2 separate regions of the Mus musculus genome follow, and region 2 is linked to region 1. Evidence: chromatin contacts called from public HiCAR-type data. All regions are on one chromosome and are shown on one strand. The core of a region is the stretch at or near the end of the contact, and the rest is flanking DNA. Distances in the headings are between cores, read along the strand shown. Region 1 overlaps Tnpo1 (transportin 1). Region 2 has its middle 18 kb from the start of Gm35279.

The links. HiCAR-type assays count read pairs that join an accessible place to other places.
Region 2: a HiCAR-type map of kidney shows a contact between it and region 1, with 5 times the contacts expected there. The contact joins two enhancer-like sites. A contact is called at or near these places in 1 of 15 datasets of contacts at CTCF or cohesin (embryonic stem cells), 7 of 484 Hi-C or Micro-C datasets (the BV-2 cell line, the G1E-ER4 cell line, the N1E-115 cell line and 4 more), 5 of 115 datasets of contacts at active chromatin or transcription factors (bone marrow-derived macrophages, embryonic stem cells and kidney) and 3 of 9 other capture datasets (adipose tissue, liver and pancreatic islet).

What each region holds. Positions count from the first base shown.
Region 1 is chr13:98,864,878-98,870,212 of GRCm38.p6, forward strand. It overlaps Tnpo1 (transportin 1), which reads right to left. Exons shown (of 24, transcript NM_178716.3): 8 at 2,169-2,291; 9 at 92-210. Among named protein-coding and RNA genes, the nearest start is that of Gm34995, 52 kb to the left of the region's middle. Within about 2 kb of position 3,189, at least 50 of the 459 cell types and tissues checked have an H3K27ac peak or open chromatin away from gene starts, as enhancers often do. A contact at or near this core is called in kidney, where this site is marked.
Region 2 is chr13:99,009,970-99,015,460 of GRCm38.p6, forward strand. No RefSeq gene overlaps it. Among named protein-coding and RNA genes, the nearest start is that of Gm35279, 18 kb to the left of the region's middle. Within about 2 kb of position 1,917, at least 5 of the 459 cell types and tissues checked have an H3K27ac peak or open chromatin away from gene starts, as enhancers often do. A contact at or near this core is called in kidney, where this site is marked.

The DNA of each region.
Region 1 (5,335 bases), core at 1,939-4,438:
AGCTGCTTTAGAAACCTCTCTACGGTGTGAGGATGCACGCTGAGAGTCTGAGTGTGCTGAGGGCAAGCAGCACTCTGTGCAGGACACTTACTTTGGTAGATGCCTTACAAGTACATCTTTGCATATTGGCTGTTCAGCCAAAGTCAGCCAGAATTCACAGGCCTCCAGAGCTACATTCTCATCTTGGTCTTGGGTTCTCTGCAGCATGTACTGTGAAGAGAATCCATACTGTTCATCAGCTTCATCTGGACAGTGAATAATAACGTAGTCCTGCCACCTTATACTGAAAACCATGACTTCCAACCTGTGCTGCTTTCTCTCTCTTTTAAAGCTCCCTATCTGCCTCTACAACAAGGTTAAAATGTAAGAGCTACTGCTTAACAATGAAGTTTTATTGTATGCATCATTGATCTACTTTTGTGCAGGGGTATAAAAACAAACTGCTGTATTTTCTGACATGTCAATGTTAATCAGAGAAAATAAAAAATAACTCCACATATCTTCCTTAAAATAATTTATAAATAACAAGTTGTATCTTGTAGACAGACTTTTTTTCTGTATTTTAAAGTGATATATAAGTAAATCAGTTTAATTTGGAAAGGCATCCGATTCCACCCACCTACCCCACCCCCCCCTTCTGTTTTTGTCTTCTGCAGACAGGGTCTCGGCATGAATCCCAGGTTGGCCAGAGTTCACCATGTAACCCATCTGGTTTCACACTTAAGATCCTCCTTCTGTCTCCAAAGTGCTGGAGCTACAGGTATGCACCACTACTCCTAGTTCTAACATTTCTTAAGTACAATTTGTAGTTTCAACAAGGTGTTTTATCATGACGTCTGAATATACCAAGCTGAATTCACTTCCGAAATTTCCCATTATCTCTGGGACTAGAATCAAAGTCAATTGATGTATTTTTAGTACACTCTCTCTTTTGGACTGAAACACACTGCATGGCAAGTATGGAAACAGTCACAGGCCCGCTCTACTACTTGTCAAATACTATGTGTGTACTGCTCATAAAGTGTTACATATATTATAAAATCAGGATGCCTAGGCGTGGCCTACACCAAGTGATAAAATGTTAAAGTTTCTAATTAGCTTCAAACAAGCAGCTGTGAGACTGAACGCTGGGGATGGAGCCCTCAACTGCTAACCACCGAACACCCCGGGTTCTGCAGAGTCTACCATGCTGTAACTCCATTTCTAAGAGACCCACTCTCATCACACAGCACACAAGTGAGGCTAATAATACACTGCTTAAAGCACTTGGAAAGCCATATAATAAACAAGTAGGACTCTATTCTGCACTATGAAATCAGATGGTAGAGCTTGACTCTAGTGGTACTACATGGAGCCTAAATAACTGCTTCCCTTCTCTATCTTCTAGAGTCTTCACTTAAACAAGTGCAACTGATATGTTTCCTAGTGACCTGACTTCAACTACACAAGAATGGAAAAACCTTTAACATCTACTTGGGTTGTTGAACCAAGCTAGGGTCTCTCTGTGCAGTCCCTGCAGCCCTGGACCTCGCTCTATACACCGGGCTGGCCTGCCTCTGCCTTTCTAGTGCTGGGATGCAGGATGCCCTGCTCCCCCACCACCTTGCCAATGTCCTTCTTAGAAACCTCAACCTTCTGCTAAGTCACAAAATTAGGCGAATCATATTGATAATGAAACTACAAACTGACAGATTCAATTTTTAATTTTATTTTATAACAATCCAAGAATACATCACCCAATATCCCCCAAATACCTATAACTCGGCATACTATTTTTAATGAGAATTTCCTAGTCATGATGAGCAAAACCTAGTCTCTATGTTTAAATAATTCCTCCACCGGGCAGTGGTGGCGCACGCCTTTAATTCCAGCACTTGGGAGGCAGAGGCAGGCGGATTTCTGAGTTTGAGGCCACTCTGGTCTACAGAGTGAGTTCCAGAACAGCCAGGGCTACAAAGAGAAACCCTGTGTTGAAAAACCAAAAAAAAAAAAACCAAAAAAAAAAACAAACAAAAAACAAACCAAAACAAAAAAAAAACCCCTCTAATAATAACTTAAATCTCACAAAACAAAACAAAACAAAAACAAAACTGACCAAGAGGATTTACAATTTAAAAACAGCCATATCTATTTCATGTGTCTTCCCTCAAAGGGGATGCTTTGGTTACCTCGACTATGTTGTGCATATGAGGAAGCAGGCGATCCATCCGGACTTCAAGCAACATCACAAGCGCCCGGCACACGTTCTTCCGCACCTCTGCTTCCTCGTCGCCAGCCAGTGCAAAGAGGTTCTGTTGTACACGAAACACAGGTTCCCTCCTAGTTAGACCATAATTTCTATTTTCTCCTTTTTGATTTTGTGGGAAAAAGTCTCTTTGTGCACTGTGGCTAATCTGGAACTCCTTTGTGCACATACACATCTGGGGGTTGCACAAAGTACGAGTGCCCACAGAGGCCAAGTCAGTCCTTGGAGTTGGAGTTGGTTATGCGTCATCTGATGTGGGTGCTGGGAATGAACTCAGGTTCTCTAGATGAGTGGTACTTCCTCATTAAGCCATCTCTCCAGGCCTAAAACACCACTCTTAATGACAGCCAGGCTTTGTGTGCAGGGTATAGGCATGTAAGTGATGCAGGTAAGTAAGTACATGTGTGTGAGAGGAGTGTGTGCACGTGGAGACCAGAGGTATCCCACAGCCAGTCTATTATACTGCTATACCACCACCACCACCACCACCACCACCATTTTAATTAGGTGAGCTCACTCACTAAACCTGAAGCCTCACAATTCTTCTTGACATTTGTTGGTTATCAAGCTGAAGGGATCTCTCCTCCTTTACCCCACCCCAGTGCTGGCGTTATAGGCACACAATGCCATGCTTGGCTGTTTATGTTGAGTGCTAGAAATCAATCTGAGCTAAAGTCATATTACAGACTGAGCCATCTTCCCAGCTGCTCAGCTGTATGTAATTTAAAAAAAAAATTTTTTTTTTTGGATTGCTGTATGTGCAGTCCTAGCTGTCTGAAAGCTGAGGCAGAAGTTCCTGGACAGCCTAAGCTAGATCCTGTTTCAAAGACCCACCCACAAGCTAATTAACAAACTAATGGCACTGCATCATCCTCTGGGTGTAAGTGCTCACTTCCCTATTGGAGCAGCAGAGGGAGCCGGAGAACAACCCAAGCCTAGATCGTTGCTATTCACCAAGTCAACTACCTACCTACTAGTAGAGAGGAAAGTGAACAGTCACCACTCCTGTGCTAATGCTTATAAACTCCTCTAGAAGGTTAATAAGTGGGAGCATTACACAGAATAGTATATCCAATTGTCACAGCCCAAGATACTAATATTATTCATTTCATAGATTAATAATTAGCAGGGGTTAAAAATGTGCCAGCTGGTAAAGGAATTGAAACTAGCCTGCATGGAATCTTAGGTCCACACTGATAATTTTTGACTATAACAAGTTTTTACTAAGACCAAGCCACCTTTAGGATGGGCACAGAAGCTGGTGCCCTCTGGTTGTCCTGAGAGATCAAGAGTTCAAGGCCACTCTAAGATAGACACTAAAGCGAGAGAGAGTCCGCTCAGAGTGAGCATGTACGCTGTGTCCAAAGTCTAACAACCTGAGATTTGCCCCTAGCATTCAGCTGTTGTTTTGTTTTTTCAAAAGGGGAAAACAAAACAAAACAACCTGATGTAGTGACACTCGTTTGCAATGCCAGCAACACCTACAGTGAGCTGGGCTGTAGACAGAGAAGGCGGCCAGGAAGCCCGGAGGGAGGCCTGACAGTCTGCAGTCTATAGCACAGTAGCAGAAACAGGAAATTCAGTCTCAGCAAGGCAGGAGTGAACTGACAACTGTCCCAGGACTCATGCACACACCACTTCTTACAAATCCTTAAACACGCTGGGCTGGGTGGGGCGGGGTGGACAGGTGGAGGCAGGCAGATCCGGGAAGTAAGAGGCCAGCCTGGTCCACAGAGAGAATTCAGAAAGAAGCTGTTGAGAAAATTAAAATGACTCCATCCCTTCTTAGAATTTCAGCTTTTCTGCTTGCTGCAATCAGGAAGAGGTTCTGAAAAGAAACTGCTCTGCTTATGGACTGTGGCCAGATTATTATTTTTTAAAATAGATTTATTTATTTATTTTATGCATGTGAGTGCACTGTAGCTGTGCAGATGGTTGAGATCCTTCATGTGATTGTTGGGGATTTTATTTAGGACTTCTGCTCACTCTGGTTGGCTCTGCTTGCTCCAGTCAACCCTGCTTGCTCTGGCCCAAGGATCTATTTATTATTATAAATAAGTATACTGTAGCTGTCTTCAGACACACCAGAAGAGGGCGTCAGATCTCATTACAGATGGTTGTGAGCCGCCACGTGGTTGCTGGGATTGAACTCAGAACCTCTGGAAGAGCAGGCAGTGCTCTTAACCACTGAGCATCTCTCCAGCCCCCATGGCCAGATCTTAGTCTCTTTCACTAATCTATCATATTATTCATCCCCGTAGCAGCAGCACCCCCCCCCCATCCTGCCCTCACAAATCCCTCCACCATTACCCACTCCCCTTCTCCTCAGAGAAAGGGAATCCCCTCCTTGGGTACCCGCCTGCCCCCAGGGACATCAAAGTGGCAGCATGATCTTCTCCCACTGAGGCCTGACTCAGTCCAACTAGGGGAAGGGGATCCAATGGCTGGCAACAGAGTCAGAGACAGCCACTCCACTTCCAATTGTTAGGGGACCCACATAAAGACCAACCTGAACATCTGCTACCAGTATGTAAGGGCCTAGGTCCAGCCCCTGAATGCTCTCTGGTTGGTGGTTTAGTCTGTGAGCCCCCATGAGCATGACCTTATTCTTCTGCAGTTATGCCACTAAGACATTATTTAGTATTTAAGAGCTAATAGTTTTCTTGAGTCCTCTATATTTATAATGTAAATCAATAGAAAAACAGAAAGTTATTCCTAAATGGTCTGGCCTGTATACTGAGGCCATTTAAGACTACCATGTAATGCAGTTAACAGTCAGGTCAACATTATGTAGCTGTTCTTTTAGTATGTACCTTTGGATTGTTACAGGCCAACTTCATCCAATCTTACTAAGTATTTTGTGTTTGCTTGCTTCAAAGGTTACTCATGGTCTAGGAAAATCGTGCATGTACAAACTGAATGGTATATTGAAGAAGACTTCTAAACAGTCAAACTAGGAGGCAGAACCACATATATTCACTCCATAACCCATATCTGGATCACATTTCCAATGTTCTAGCACATAAAGAATGCTTTTATTTTCAGCTAGGAAAACCTAGTAACATTGTATCCAATTTGAATCCCATCAGC
Region 2 (5,491 bases), core at 667-3,166, 140 kb after region 1:
GTATTAGAGTCCAAGGACAGAGTCCCAGAGAGGGAAGATATCAGCAGAGAGAGGGAGAGAGACCTCCAGAGATCTGCACAGGATCCTCTCTGGTTTTCAGCTGAGCACCCATCCACTCATGCGAGTGTGAAAACCAGCTGGGTTTCCTGGAAAAAAAAAAAAAAACTATTCGAATGATCAGGGAGAGCAGGTATCTGGCTCTCAGTACCGGGAAACAGAGCCTGTTCCTACAAGCATGGGTGGAAAATGGCATGATTTCCAGGGTCCAGTGAAAGAAGCCAGACAGAGTGAAGCTAATGTTTGCATTCATTGATAAAAAATGGGGAATGAATCCACACATACAAAAAAAACAGATCACTTTGGCTTACAGGCTGCATATTGGTGGTCCAGAGATGCTGTGGGAGGCATTGCAGGGTCAGGCAGGGATTGTCTTTTGGAGAAAGTGAGTGGGTTTGTACTCTATTCTGGTGATAATTTCACAGCGATATACAACCCTCTCTAGAATGTAACCTTAAATATGTGGGTTCTTTTGAATGCTAGTTATACCTCAGCAACACTGTCAAAGGTACAAAATAACTCCAGAAGAGAGATGTTGGCAGCTGATGGCTCCTGGGGAGGGTGAGCCATTTTCCCTTGAGGATGTGGCCATTGGTGGACCACTTATGTTTCAGTGGATGGTCCCACACCCGTGTGCACTTGGGCAGCACGAGTTGGATCTAGTAGGGTATTAAAACCAGAGGACGTAATATTGGGAAAGGAGGACACATTGGGGGATTCCAGTGGAGTTGGATGGGGAAAACAGAGTAGACATGATCAAAAACTCATTGTGTACATGTATAAAGTTATCGAAGAATAAATAAAATTATTACTTACTCATATATAAAACAAATCTTCAAAATTATTTTTCACCCTGTATTTTGCTTTTTTTTTTAAAAAAAAAAGGTTTACTTTGCTTTTAATTATGTATATGTTTGGGTGTCTGTGTGCGTGACCACATGAGTGTGAGTTTCCTCAGAGGTAGGAGAGGGTGTCGGATCGCCTGGAGCTGGGGTTACATTTGACATGGATGCTGGAAACCAAACTCCCATTCTCTGAAAGAGCAGCAAGCAACCTCAACTGTTCAGCTCTCTCTCGTTCCCACATGCCCAGTTCTTAAAATAGGTAGCAGACCACAATTCCATACATTCTGAGTGACTATGGGCCATCATTATGAAGATGTTATTACTGGACCGCCTTTATATTGAGCTCAAGGGGGACACAAGAGCCTGCAAGCCTTGCTGAGCAGCTGTTGGCAGCCGATGACTGTGAGGATGGAGAGACAGTCTTTAGAGATGTAGTCAAGTTGACCATGCTCCAGTGGATGGCTACACACACACCTATGTATGTGTGGGCAGCAGTAACTGGCCTCAGTGCTGGTGTGTGCACGCATGCAGGCATGTGTGAGTGTGTGTGGTGTGATGTGTGTGTGTGTGTGTGTATGGTGTGTGTCGTGTGTGTCACATGACATGTATGTGTTTGTGTGTTTATGGTGTGATATACATGTGGTGTAGTGTGTGTGTGTAGTGTGATGTGTGTGTTTGTGTGTGTATGGTGTGATGTACATGTGGTGTGATGTGTGTGTGGTGTGGTGTGATGTATGTGATGTGTGTCTGCGTGTGTGTATGATGTGATATGTGTGTTGTGATGTGTGTGTGTGTTTGTGTGTGTGGTGTGAGGGGTTGTTGGGTAGAGGATCTGGGAGAAGTTGGAGATGGTGAGTGGGAGATGAATGTGGTCGAAAGTTGAATGAGCTCAAGAGAGATGTAACTGCCCCAGTCTAGACTTGGAATTCTCGTTTGCTCTTTAAGTTGCTCCGTGTTCTCTCTGCCCCATTGCCCACGACCGATGGCATTCTCTAAGTTGGTACTTTGCACAAAGCACCACTGACCTCAAGAGCTCTGCCGGTGCTCACCATTGCTAATTTGTACAGCTCTCTCTTCCCCCACTCCCCTGGACTATCATTGCAGGCTTCTCAGTTTTTGGCTGGTGAAAATGAATAAAAGAATTCAGTAACCTGTTGTTTGCAGTCGCGGTTTCAGTGAGCCCATCTGAGTTGCAGAACCCCCACTGTTTGTCCAGAAATGCTGCTCTACGGATTCTCCCACTGCTCCGGGTGACGTGGGGATTAAAGACCGTGGCTCTGAAGTGTCAGTCACATCGCCCTGTGAACGTGTAAGCCCCAGAGGTGGAAGGAACAGAGTGAGAAAAATGGCCTGTGCTGTGTCATCAGCCCTAAGTATTACAGAAGCGACAGCAATTCCTGTTGGCCATGAAGGGAATTAGAGATTCTCAAATTCCCTTCCCTTTCTTATTTCTTGTACCTGCTTTATCATTTACTCCAAACGCAGAAGAGCTTTCTTTGTGGGCTTGTTGACAGCCCTTCACAGATCTTTCTGGAAAGGAGTGTGCTAATGGCATACTTAATGTCGGTATAAGCCATTGATTTAGGCTTGGGTTGTTTACTGGAACACTGTGTCCTGAATAAAACATAAAAACACACTAAAATGCAACCTCAGAAAGTGAATATTTAAGTAGTCATGAATGAGGAAACACAATCCAATTATTCCCCCCCCCCAACCCCAACCCCCCCCCCCCCCCCCCCCCAGTATACAGAAGGTAGAAATCTACCTCTGGAGGCCAGTACTTGGTTTCAAGATGTCTTCTGCTTCAGGAAAACTCCTCTTAAGAACAAATAGAGAAAATGAAGAATGTTACATCAGAGTGTTACATCAGAGGTTGCTCGTTTAAAATTGCTGTAAAAGGGGCCACCGTATCATAGTAAAGTGATTTATTGGCACTTCTCAGTGAAATGTGGCTGCTTAGGAATGAATTGTGTGAGAACGGTAAATTTGATATCGTTCTCCAGACAAGGATACCCTGAAGTCACCAGCCTTCTGAGGTCCATGGCTCATTTAACCTTTGGTAGGGTTTTTTTTTTTTCTTCATTGTTGTGGAAAATTATTATTCTGCTATTGTAATTAATTAACTTAGCTTAAGGAACTGTGTTTAGAGATCTTAGCCACCATAGCACTGGCCCCAGTTGCCCCGTCCCTCAGCTGGGTCAAGGTTTTTTGCTGCATGAATTTGCAGTGCCCATCACCCCTGTGGGCTGAGGGCGTTTTCTCTGTCTTCTGGCAGTGGATATTTCTGAAAGAGAACAAAGCACACATGACAGTGTGTGAGATCCGAGCCCAGGTGGGATTCTGCCTCTCTCTCTGCCTCTGCCATTGCCTCAGGAGGACAACTCATGACAGAAGGGAGACGAACCGTTCTCTGAGCACCAGAGAGACCAACCAGGTCCTGGCCAACACCCAACTGTGCAAGTCAAACAAATGCTCCATTTTGGCATTAAAAAAAATTTTAAGGGCTGGTGAGATGGCTCAGTGGGTAAGAGCACCCGACTGCTCTTCCGAAGGTCCAGAGTTCAAATCCCAGCAACCACATGGTGGCTCACAACCATCCTTAACGAGATCTGACTCCCTCTTCTGGAGTGTCTGAAGACAGCTACAATGTACTTACAATAAATAAATAAATCTTTAAAATAAAATAAAATAAAATAAAATTCTAAAAAAAAAAAAAAAAATTTTAAATTGGTGGTGGTGGTGGCAGTGGCGGGGGCGGGGGCAGTGTGTGTGTGTGTGTGTGTGTGTGTGTAAATACCAGAGGTCCATATACCAGAGGTCAACATTAAGCATTACTCTCTACTGTATTTTTTGAAACTGGCTCTCATTGAAACTGGAATCTATCAATTTGGTTTGAATAGCTGGCTAGTGAGCTTCAGGAATCTGCTTGTCTCTACCTCCCTAGTGCTGGAATTATAGGCCCACACTGGTGTACTTGGCTTTTTTACATGGATTATGGGGGGATTGAAATTAGACCCTTTTGCTGCCTTGCCCATTAAACACTGTGTGGATGGAGCCATCTTTGAAGCTCTGTGGTTTGGTTTAGTTTGTTTTCTTTTTAGAAAGTGTTTATGGATTTAAAATTTCTTTATTATTTTCTGTGAGTGATAGTTTTGCCTATGTGGATGTCTGGGCATCATGTGCGTGTAAATACCTGTGTGTGTGGGGAAGGGGGGTAGAAAAGGGCATTGGCAATGAGTCACCATGTGGGTGCTGGGGATCACACCTGGGTCTTCTGGAAGAGTAACAAGTGTTTTTGACAACTGAGCTATCTCTTCAGGACCTGCAATCATCATATCATATCATATCATATCATATCAACAACATTTATTTATTTCTTATTTATATTTTTTTGTTTTGTTTTTGAGACAGGGTCTCACTATGTAGCCGTGGCTGGCCTGGAATTCCCTGTGTAGATGAGGCTGGCCTCAAACTCATAGAGATCTACCTGCCTTTGCCTCTGGAGTGGAGAGGCGGGTACTAAAGATGTGCACCATTACATCCAGGTACGCAATTATTTTTGATGTGAAACTCGTTGAAACAGGAGCTGGTTATAAGATAGAGATGAGACTAATGCTAGTTTAAAATGACCTCTTTTTTGCATATACATTCACTTTGAAATCAATAAATGATTGTGTTTCATGTACTCAATTAGGAAGAGTACATTTTGATCCACGTGTCCGGTTTAGATGGTTGATGAACACTGGGCTTAGAAGACTTCTGAGTTCAAGCTTGGCCTCTGCTGGAGAGAAGGCTATCCCACTCCTGATGACTAGGGATAGGGTGGATCTCAGTGGAGAGGCTAAGAGGGGTCCATCCCACAGGGGATGCTAAGGATGCACACATGTGTTGTCTCTCTGGATGATTTCAGTGATCATCACTGTCGCCCAGGGCAGCATCTGGCACATGGCTCAGAGGGTAGGTTGCCTGGAGGGAAACCTGGTTCTGCTTAGTAGTATTTTTAACACTGGATGAATTATTTAACCTCTCAACAATTCCTTACTTTATCAGTGAATTGAGGGCATTGTAGAATTGTTATAAAGAACAATTGCTCGTATACAAAATGCTTAGCATATTCTCTGGCTTATTATAAGCATTGATTATTATTATTCTCATCAGTAGTGCAGTGTAGATCATAATTTCTCTGGAATGAATATGTTTAGCTGGTTTTTGTTGTTGTTATTGTTACCATTTTCCTTATGTTCATGGGGAACTATGGTCATGTCTGAGCCTGCTAATCATGCATTTGGTGAGCTTAGCTATCCTCAGTAAGAGATCTATATTCAAGGTATTATTACTATATTCTATTTAGTGTGCACGTGAATTAGAGAAAAATTAATTTTTTTTTGTATTTTAGCATTGTAAATCCAAAAACTGTGAAGTATCCATCCCCTTAACGGAGTTAAGACTCATCAAGGGGATGGTTATGAAGTGTTACAAGATTACTAGGAGAAAGTAAATATTAAAAGCAGAGCTAGCTTTTAATCTCAGCACTTGGGAGGCAGAGGCAGGCGGATTTCTGAGTTTGGGGCCAGCCTGGTCTACAGAGT